2 separate regions of the Mus musculus genome follow, and region 2 is linked to region 1. A link is a contact called in public promoter capture Hi-C data. All regions are on one chromosome and are shown on one strand. Each heading gives the region's core, a stretch centred on a gene start, on an enhancer-like site or on the middle of the called end of the contact. The rest is flanking DNA. Distances are from core to core; before and after follow the strand shown.

Evidence for each region. Promoter capture Hi-C pulls out the DNA fragments that hold promoters and counts their contacts.
Region 2: a contact with region 1 is called in a promoter capture Hi-C map of second pharyngeal arch cranial neural crest. The contact joins the promoter of Uri1 here to the enhancer-like site in region 1. A contact is called at or near these places in 14 of 39 promoter capture datasets (the 3T3-L1 cell line, 3T3-L1-derived adipocytes, the C10 cell line and 9 more), 2 of 15 datasets of contacts at CTCF or cohesin (large pre-B cells and pro-B cells), 3 of 484 Hi-C or Micro-C datasets (the C2C12 cell line, the G1E-ER4 cell line and muscle stem cells), 15 of 115 datasets of contacts at active chromatin or transcription factors (astrocytes, bone marrow-derived macrophages, cardiomyocytes and 12 more) and 3 of 9 other capture datasets (adipose tissue, embryonic stem cells and liver).

What each region holds. Positions count from the first base shown.
Region 1 is chr7:37,374,369-37,379,883 of GRCm38.p6, forward strand. It overlaps a transcript of Zfp536 not described here. Among named protein-coding and RNA genes, the nearest start is that of Gm30483, 49 kb to the left of the region's middle. Within about 2 kb of position 2,048, at least 18 of the 459 cell types and tissues checked have an H3K27ac peak or open chromatin away from gene starts, as enhancers often do. A contact at or near this core is called in the C2C12 cell line, muscle stem cells and second pharyngeal arch cranial neural crest, where this site is marked.
Region 2 is chr7:38,017,004-38,022,216 of GRCm38.p6, forward strand. It overlaps Uri1 (URI1, prefoldin-like chaperone), which reads right to left and starts at 2,549. Exons shown (of 11, transcript NM_011274.5): 1 at 2,107-2,549. The coding sequence starts at 2,217.

The DNA of each region.
Region 1 (5,515 bases), core at 798-3,297:
GGGGGGGGGGTAAGATTATTAAGGCAAATATACTTAAATAATTCAGGTTAAAGTAGTACAGAGTAACAATTAAAACGCCAGCGTGTGTGCCTAATAGAGGCAGCACAAAACCGGAAACCATTTTCAAACTACCCTAACCTTTGCCCTGTCCCTTGGTCTGGGGTATTTAACAGAAGACTTGAGAGCTAAAAGAGAAAGAATCCATATTTCCAAACCCATTGTCCCCTGACAGCTAAAAACGGGCTGCTGCTGTCTCCTGTTCACTCTGCCACATAACTTTGAAGATTTTTGGACACATCTCAGTGTAGCAAAAATAAAAAGTAAAAATAAAATAATAATAATAAAATACTGCTTTAAAAAATATCAAGTGATGACTAATTTTGCCCAAAGGGGGGAAAATGGTTAATATTGAATCTTAATGTTCCTCATCTAAACGCTTTTTTCTTCCTGCTAAAAACAAGTTTCGAATTAAAGCATATCGGCTTACACATATTGCATGCATATTAGCGAGACACAGCTGTGTATGTCCCCCTCTTAAGAGCCATATGATTAAGTTATGAGATATCATATAATCCAAACTCTTTCTCTATTGGTCACCTTTTACAGACAAAAGCTTTTTCGTTTTTAGGTTTATTAAATGACAGAGCGTCCGACTCTGTAAGTGTTCCAGTCGTTATAATGGAGCACCTGTGACTTTGATTCCCTTCCCTCCCCCCCACTCCTCACTCACAAAGTCCATCTATAAATCGCTACCAAAATGGCCCAGGGGCTGACTGGGGCCAACCCTCCACGTCTGCAGCAGCTGCTGGTAGCTCCTTGACAAGGGTGGAGACCTCGGTGTGGACCTGGGTCTCAGAAATCTTAGTAAACGTCAGAATGACATGCCCCAGCCATGCCACCCCATAACTCCGAGGCAAGGGACAGTGGCCTCTCTTCATGAAGAACCAGTAGTTGAGAGAAAGGAGCTCTAAGGCTCCAAGGGAGCTCTTAGCTCTCGCTTCTCGTGTGTGGATCTGTGAGGCACCGTCTAGCAGAGTACAACATGGTAACTTGAAAATATGGTTTAAATGATCGTCACCCTGCGCCACTCCCCCCCCCCCAAAGTAACAGGCTCTCTGACCTAATTAAATCCACTTTAAAGAAACCAACTGGCGTGTGTGTGTGTGTGTGTGTGTGTGTGTGTGTGTGTGTGTGTGTGTGTGTTTTGTGTGGACAGCCTTTATTAAGCTTTTAAAATCGCAAATCCCTTTGTGCGTGCAAACTCCAGCAGTTTCCATGTTCGGGTGAGGGACACAGAACACAGACTATGTCTTTTGATGTGAAACAATGTCAAAAGGACTAATTATGAGTCATACTTTCTTGAAATTTTTGTTGGCTGATGTCGCCTCTGCAATTGGATCCCTGCATAAGGCCAGCAGCTCTTGCCGGAGGGGAGAACCTGGCACCTTCTGTTCCTGGGCCATCACCCTGGCCCTTTGCTGTTATGTAGGTCGAGAACGCCCGTGGGTTTCTAGGAAGGATCTCACTTTTAAACTTGGCATGGAAGTTACAGCTGGAGAGCAATGTCGTAGCGCAAAGATCTGTCTACACTGTGCGTGCTGAAAGAGGAAATGAGGTCAGGAGGGGCAGAAGAGAAGTGCATCTAAGGAAGGCTTCTTGGGACCTCAGGTCAGGCTCAAAAGCTGCTCCTGTAGCCCATGTTCTTCACAGGAATGCCTGCTGCTCCAAGTCTCTGAAGACAGTGGCTGGCAGCTTTTAGAGGGGCAGCCCTTTATCTGAGTCCAGGGAATGCAGGCCAGAGAGGAAGCAAATCCCACCTGAGGCTGAGCCCACAATGCTACCTGAAAGTGAGGGAGTCCCTGGATAGCAAAAACATAGAGTTAGACACAGGGGCAGGTCAGAGGCTGCACAGGAATGAAAGTGAAGGAAACTGTCCAGGTTAGAGCTGAGCTCAGATGAAAGGCTTCCCGAGCAGCTCGTGGGAAACGTTACAACTCCCTACGACCCATAATGGGAGCCAGATTCTTCTCCTGGTGGTTGTCAGGGAAGCCCCAGCACCTCCCACCTCCCCCGGAACAGCTGAGGGTCAGCACTCTTGGCCCTGGATTAACTGCTATGAACCTGTGAGGGGAAGGAAATGCCTGTTCCTGAACCAGGGACTTAGCAAAACGGTCCTAGAAACTGAGTTGTGGTGCTTTTATTTTATTTTATTTTTCCTTGTGCTAGCAACTGAACTCAAGAGTCTTGTGCACACTAAGCATGCTTTTCTAAAACCTAATGAAGTGCTCAGCCTGGTGGCACACAGCTATATCCCCAGCACTAGAGAAGCAGAGGCAGGAAGACTGAGAGGTGGAGGATAGCCTGGGCTGCTGTGTACTGAGAAGATGAGAAAGAGAGACAGACAGAGAGACAGAGAGACAGAGAGACAGAGACAGAGAGAGAGAGAGGCAGAGAGAGACAGTGGCAGAGACAGAGGCAGAGGCAGAGAAAGACACAGAGAGGGACAGAAAGATAGACACACACATGGGGGGGGACAGAGACAGACAGAGAGAAAAAAAGAGAAAGAAAGACAGAGACAGAAAGACAGACAGACAGACACACACAGAGAGAGAGACAGAGAGAGACAGAGACACATGCAGAGGCAGAGAGAGAGGCAGAGAAAGACACAGAGAGGGACAGAAAGATAGACACACACATTGGGGGGGGGGACAGAGACAGACAGAGAGGAAAAAAAGAGAAAGTAAGACAGAGACAGAAAGACAGACAGACACACACACACATACACACACACAGAGAGACAGAGAGAGACAGAGACACATGCAGAGGCAGAGACAGAGGCAGAGAAAGACACAGAGAGGGACAGAAAGATAGACACACACACGGGGCGGGGGGGGAGAGACAGAGACAGACAGAAAGAAAAAGAGAGAAAGAAAGACAGAGACAGAAGGACAGACAGACAGACACACACACACACACACAGAGAGAGAGAGAGGGAGAGAGAGAGAGAATAAAATCTGAAAGGCAGAGAGCCTGGTGTATTGGGATGGGTATGACAACTGCCAAAAACAAATAAATAAAACTACTTTATTTGCCTTCTTATGTCCACAAAGAGAAGATGTGAGCAGATGCTAGCGGCAGACAAGTGTTTCCAAAGGAGATCAGCGTCGCGGCAGAACAGGTGAGGGAGGAATCAGGCTACCTAAGGACTGATAACTCCGGAGCAAGTGGGAGCCATCTTCGACTCTGTGCAGGAGGAGGTGAGGTGACTGGGGGCCCATTAACAAATACCCCGAGAAGCCAGAGAAGTGCGGGTGGACCAGAGCCCTTATGCAACACCTATATTTAATAATGACTCTGAGGGAGATCAAGGAAATTAAACACCAGTAAGCTTGACTTGAGCAGTGGGGAAGATATTGGAAACACTAATCAGAGACAAAATAGGGAAAGTTATGATTTAATTAAAGATATTCAGCATGGATTCACAAAAGGGAGATCATACGTAACAAAACTAATAGAATATTTTGAAAAAGTAACAAAAAGGAATTGAAGAGGGAAACCAGGGGTATAATTTACTGGGACTTTAAGAAAGCTTTGATGACCTGCCTCACAAAAGACTAATCTCCAGCCGTAGGGAGTTTGAGTTGGAGTGTGGTAGGGGGTGGAGAATAAATGAAGAATCGTCTGGAACAAACGGTGCTTGTGAGCACTGCCCTGAGCAGATTAGGAGGTGGAGGGAGGGGGTGTGTGTGTGTGTGACGCTGACTGCTGGAACTTCCTGAGATCTGAATCTTTTAAAAAATAATTTTCTGTAAACCACAGTGCCTCCTCAGCCCTAATACGACGCCGCTATCACGCAGGTGAGGCACTGAAGGGCAGGTACCGGCTCAGGCCACAGCGATGACATCACTGGGGAGGGCCAGCTGAAATGGGATGGGCACAAGGCTGCTCTGCGAGTGCATTCGCATGCGACCAGGCTAGGGAGGGGAGGCGTGGCCGCTCAGTGTACACTGCTAATCAACACGAAGACGTAGAACATGACTGTGGGACTTGCAGGTCCACGATCTGGACACAAGCCCACTGATGGGTGCAGTCACATCTCACACATCCCCTGACAGCTTCCCACAGAAGCCCGTGAACACCACAGGTACACACTACAGATCATGGGGGGGGGGCATTTGCAAACAACTCCGACACCTCTGAATGTTGCATCCTTTGACATGTCTCATGGTCATGCCCATATTTGTTCATGTAACGCTGTGTGCTTTTTTGTTTGTAGAGCCATGTGCACACATGATTGGGATAGCCTGTGCTTAGGCTCCTATCTCTTTCCAGAAGCTAGACTGTGATGTATGGCTGGAAATTATACATAAAAGGAGCACTTTCTGTTTTCTGGCAGGAGATATTAGGAGATATACCAGGGGGAGAGAGTGAAAGGCCCTGTTAGTCCATTACTGTGGTAATAGATGCCATAGAAATTAAAACAGACACAGAACAGAGAATCATGGCACACAAATGACCGTCATGACCACAAGCCAAAACTGACCAGAGTACCTTGTCTGGAAAAATAACTGAGATCTCCCAAGTGGCCTTGAGTGACACTTGGGAACAGGGCTGTAAACATGGTGGCAACAGTCAGAGGAAGAAGGTGGCCTAGAATTACCCCCCCCCCCCGTCCTCTAGGCTCTTCCTTAAAGCCGACTTAAGAAAGAGTTTACTTGAGCAAAGTCACACGGGGCTCCCCCAGAGTGCAGGCTTGCTCTTCACCTGGGACATGTGAATAATGTCCAGAGTCTGAGAGATGCCCAGTGGCTTTGGGACATGTGTGTATCAATGTCATAATCTATTTGCAAGGTGTGATGCTGTCTGTTTATAAAACTGTGGCAAGCCCGTGGAGCCAGTGTACAATACAGATGTCCAGACATATATTCCAATGTGTGAAATATCAGACTGACACGAACCTCCTTTTATGGTATATGCCATTCATTAATATTAAAATGAGACTTGAGCAATGTCCATATTTCAAAGGTCAGTGAGGCTGAAGAGGCGCAACATGAAGGCAGCAATGTCCCTCTCAGTCTTAATAGTGGGTACATTACCCCAATTTAAAAGTTTCAAGGGGTTCCTTCACCCCAACATTAAAAAAACTATGCTATTATCTCTGTCCCCACTTTGGTCATTTTAACTCTGGATGTATGTCCTTAAAATGACAGTTATAAACTTAGGCTCTCGGACTACCTTGCTCCTAACTGACAGTATCTTCTAACATCTTTCAGGCACAGGCAAAATAGAACAGAGCTTCTTGTGTAGACAGTATGTATAGGACTTGCACCTGTGGCTCCCTTGCCAATTTTACACCCCCGTATCTGAAGGTTTTTCCATCATATGAATGGTTTTTTGTAACACTTGGATTTTAAGAGGAAAAAATATATAAAAATACACTTCTTGTTTTTCCAATATGGGGGCTTCTACCTTGTCTTTTAAAAATGGCAAAAGTCTTTCCAATACTCATGAATGA
Region 2 (5,213 bases), core at 1,299-3,798, 640 kb after region 1:
GTATTTCATTCACCCTAACATCAGAATAAAACCCAGGCTCTCCCTTTTAAAAATGACACAGGGAAGCAAAGATGCTGATCAGCATTACTCACAAGCAAAAGTGTTTTCCATATGGGCTAGAGGCAGTGGTACCAGCTACCCTGGGACACTTCACAATTTGGTCAAAATTAACAAGGAGGCAATATGTAGGGCTTTGTTTTGGTTTGTCTTTCTTTCTTTCTTTCTTTCTTTCTTTCTTTCTTTCTTTCTTTCTTTCTTTCTTATTTTCCTCTATTTTCCTTTTTAAAAATCTGTTTCTCCTTTTAAAAAAAAATTAAGATGAAGTCAAGTCTGATGCCACAGGTAATCCCACCTACTTAGAAGGCTGAGTTTAGAGGCTTACAGCTTTAAGTCCAGGCTGGGCTACAATGGGAGTTCAAGGCCAGCTTGGGCAACTTAAAAAGAACATGTTTCAAAAATTAAAAAGTTGACTGATAATATAGCTCTCCTAGAACCATAATAAATAAAAATATAAATCAATAAAAGCAAATACGTCTTGTGATTTAAATTAAACTAGGTTAACTTTTAAACTCTCATCTTTAAGAACAAGTTTAAAATCCAACAGTTGTATTATGTATTAGGGAAAAACGGGGAAAAATATATATATATATAAAGCAGCAGCAGCAGGAGCTAACCAAAGTATGAAAGACTCCTACAATCTGTTAACAGGTGGTTTCTAAGCCAAAAGGGATTTCTTGGGACCTAGGAAAAACTTTCATATAGTTAACCTCAGCAATTTTTCTAACCACATTTCATGAAAAGTTTTACATAGGTATATGAATAAAAAGGAGTTTGGGTTTCATAGCAAAAATTCAAGCTTACATGAAATAGGAGCTCCCAAGATCCACCCTTAACTGAGGAGCTACTGGAAGTTGACAACAGCTAAGGGACAAAGACTGACACATGGGATTTGTGGTGCCCGTGCTCCTTGGATGGTTCTATCTAACACATATGGGCAAGCACTAGCTGGACTGAGATATTTAAAAAAAAAAAAAAAAAAAAAAAGGACATGAAGTTGGAAGGGGGATGTGTGGGAGGGAAAGGGAGTTAAGTTGAAGGGACGAAATAGATTTAACTGACTGCATGTACAATTCTCCAGGAGTAAATTCCAAATAAATAACATAAAGTTTACACGCAAAAATATTTAAATATAGAAAAATAGAGCTTCTCAAATGTTTATGCAACTTCCTAAACCTTTATTAATACCTCACTCTGGCAACAGGACATGTGACGTTTAAGCAAATTAAATGTCGCTTTTCAAAGAATTTCAAGGCACGTCAGGAGAATCAACTTGAAAACCTACAGAATCCACAGGACAATTTCACATTTAACAATCGAGCTGTAGTTCTTAACTACATAACATTTCCTTATAAAAAAAAATATATAATAATTCCCATTCGGAGATTCTAAGCATTCTCCTCTCCTCTGGTAGATCAAAAAAAAAAAAAAAAAGTGGGGAAAGCCTTGTTTAATAAAGGCTTGAAGTTAAAATTTAACAAAGGCCTTCTCTCTTGTCGACTACTAAACCTAAGAGCTGGATTGCACAGGAAGTGCATCATCACCAACGTAGTCAAACTTGGACGCTCAATCAAATAAGGATATCTCGTGTGTGTGTGTGTGTGTGTGTGTGTGTGTGTGTGTGTGTGTGTGCGCACGCGCGCATTGTACCAACGTTTAGATAATAAATAGCTAAGGGGTAAAAAGAGTGACCACTTCTGTTCACAGTGTAATCCCCGAACCAAAAAGGAAAAAAAAAAAAACACGTATTTTTATTTAGTCCCAACAATTGCTCTCTCAGTTCAGGGTCAACCGATTATCCTATCCCCTGCATCCTCTGTATTCCCCACATCCCCGCATCCCTTCCGGGGAAGGTCAAAGGGCCACCGACAAAAGACAACAAATGCACGTGACAAAAGTTTCTCCCGTGGTCCCCGCGGCCCGAGGCTGCGCAGCTCGCGCGTGGGGATCTCGGTTTCACGCAGAGGGCTGGCCGCATTAGAGGTTGCTCAGAGTGTCGCGGCCACATGCGGAAGCCGGCCAGGGCCGGAACCAAGCGCGGCCTGTTACCTTTTCCTGCTCCTCGCGAAGCCGCGCCACCTCTGGTGCGCGCAGCGGAGCGGCGGCTGAGGCCTCTGCAAGGGGCTGGGGCTCGGGCTCGGGTTCGGACGGGGGCTCCATGCCCGGCGCCGCAGCCTCAGCGAGGCGAACAAGTCCTAAACAAGTGTTTATGGAGACGGCGTGGCCGGCGGATGCCCAGCGCCCGCGCGCTCGCCCTCATGCACTGCACGCCTCTCTCTGAAGAGGCCGCGCTCACTTTCGCCGCTGCCCCGGGGGCCGCCGCTCGCGTCCGGGCTACCCGCGGCCGCATCTCACACGCGCATACCGCCGCCGCCGCCGCCGCCGCCGCCTCGGAGCAGCAGGCCCTACACCAGGCGCGCCACGCTCTTCTCCCGCAACCGGGCCCAGCTTAGCGTCCCGCGACTGCCGCGCCTCCGCGCACGCCCCGCCCCTCGCCCCGCCCGCGCAGCACGCCGGGAAGCTCTCAAGCTCCGCCCTAGGGGGCGGGGCTATGGCGGGGACAGGGCCTCCGGGTGGGGTGGAGGCTGAGCCGCTCAGGACCCCTGCACAGGATGAGAGGCGGCGGGATAGTGGGTCCCAATTCGCTTGGCGCTGCCTGTGGTGGTAGGAACTTAATATGAGCACTGAGACTGTTTCATAAGCTCATTTAATTTTATCAAATTCAGCTGTTTCCCATGCCTTTTAATGAACTAATGTGGTTTAATGAGCTAAAATGCACAATATACAACTATATTTTTGCGTATGTATTAATTACTGTACACATTACAATTTTCCTTACATATATTAAGCTGCAGTATTAATATTACTATGTTACTACGTATGCACTGTGTAGCACATTTTTCAACAACAGCTGCTGCCCTATCCCATGTATTTTATAATTCTGGTGTTTTGTTTAACAGTGGGGACCAAATGCATGGCTTTGGACTTGCTAGACAAGCACTCTACCAACTGAGCTAAATCCCCATCCCTGTTCCACTCAGTATTTTAAAAATTGGAAGCTGGAGCAGGGAGCACACCTTTAATCCCCAACAGTTTGAAGGCAGAGGCAGGAGGGTATCTGTGAGTTTGAAGCCAGCCTGGTCCACATAGCAAGTTCCAGGCCAGCCTGAGCTGAATAAATCTCTTGGACTCACTTCCTCCCCCTAGCCCTTTGTGCAGCCTCTGTTTGTGGCAGTCCTCTAGTCTACCTTGTGGCCTTGTCCTAACTCTATCCCAAGCCCGGACAATAGGCATAGATCCTATTACCTCAGTATTGTGTGTATAGGAACAGGCTGGCAGGCACCTGCAGAATTCTGGCCCTCTGTGGGTCTGTTTGCCCCTATCTTCCACTTCTGTTCCAGCTCCCAAGTCCACATCCATCCTTTGATCACTTGCATCAAGAAAGAAAAAGCAGGGACGATTGGGGAAGATGGTAAATATGAATTTCTCTCCCTGCAGATGCAGCAACCTCTGAAACACAGTCAAACTCTGAGCACTCATCTTGCCTCCCGCCAATAGCAGCATCCCTGACTCCTAGGGCACCGCAGAAGCTACTTCTCTAGTGCTGGGCTTTGAATATGAACTGACCCCATGTGTTTCAATACTTGGTCCCTAACAGGTAGTACTAATTTGGAAGGATACTTAAAAATTAGGATGTACCAGGCAGTGGTGGCTCACACCTTTAATCCCAGAATCTGGAAGGCAGAGGCAGGCAGATCTCTGAGTTTGAGGCCAGCCTGGTCTACAGAGTGAGTTCCAGGACATCCAAGGCTACACAAAAAAACCCTGTCTTGAAAAGTGAGGGGGTGGGGAATTTAGTATGTCGTTTAGAATGTAGAACCTAAGTGGAGGAAGTCGGTCAGTGGGGTAAGTCTTTGGTATAGCATCCCTGGATACTACCTGTCACTCTCTGCCTCTTGTTCAGCTGTGAAGTAAACTGAGGCAGGCCATGCCTCCCTGCCATAATACACTGAATCCTCTGGAATGGCATTCCCTACAGAAAGTGATCTAGGATAGATTTGTTTATGTTTGAGTGCATTTTTAGACATGTATCAAGCAAAAGCAAAAGAACATGTAGCAAGAAGCAGATAGAGAACAAAATAAATCAGGCCCTTACGACGTCTAGCAGAACTATCTAGGGTAACCAGAGCGGGAAAGCAAGCAAGAATAAAATCAGCAGCAAACAGCAGACAGATAACATCAACTTGAGCACTTACAACATGCCCCAGAAAGACTGGGCTGAGTCTGTCCAAAAGGCTGGAGCTCTGTTTGGGATGTTTCCAGCTAGAGCAGAGAGTTCACCCCACCAATGAGCTTCCTATTTCTCCTCCCCACCTCGGGCAGTCACAGGATAGACGATAGTAACTTCCATTAGAAACGGTTCGCCTTCTATCTGTCCTCAAGGGTGCTATTATAGCTGTTTGTTCTTTCTCCCTGTCACAGAAGCACAGAGGCCAGCCTGCCCCAAGAAAGTGTCTCCAAGGACATGAGTGATAAACTTGGGTGAATCTGAGGTAGGGAGAGTCTGTCCTGCTCTCAGCAAGCAGCACATGCAGTTTACCAACAGCACTTACAGGACAAATGGTGAGCCAACTACAGGACAATGGTAACGTCTCCTCCCTTACATTGTTTCTGTCAGTCACAGCAACCCAAAAGTAAAATATATATCTGGTGTGGCTTGCCACTCCACCCCTGAAATGTCCAAGGACAGCTCCTTACCCTCCACTCCTCTTTGATGGGATTAGCCCCAGATCACCACAGACCCTGTGCTACAGAAGGCTGGCCCCCAATCCCAGCTCCAGTCTACGGATATGAATTTGTATCTAAAGTGGTTGCTATAAAGAGGGCACATCACGCTATACAAATACAGGCTTTTGGAGGCTTCAAAGAAAGTTCTCCTTCGTTCTATCAATACCTCCTTAAAGAATCCAACCCTTGAGAGAGCAAGTAGGCATGTATGTTTTAGGCAGCTCTTCTTGTCAGGGGAAGGCATGACAGAGTTCATGGCAGCAGAAGCATGGGATAGGATCTTCACATCTCTACAGATCAAGAAGCAGAGAAACGGATGCTACCTTCCAGCTGGCTTCTGACTTTCTCCCTTTTCATCCAGTCTAGAA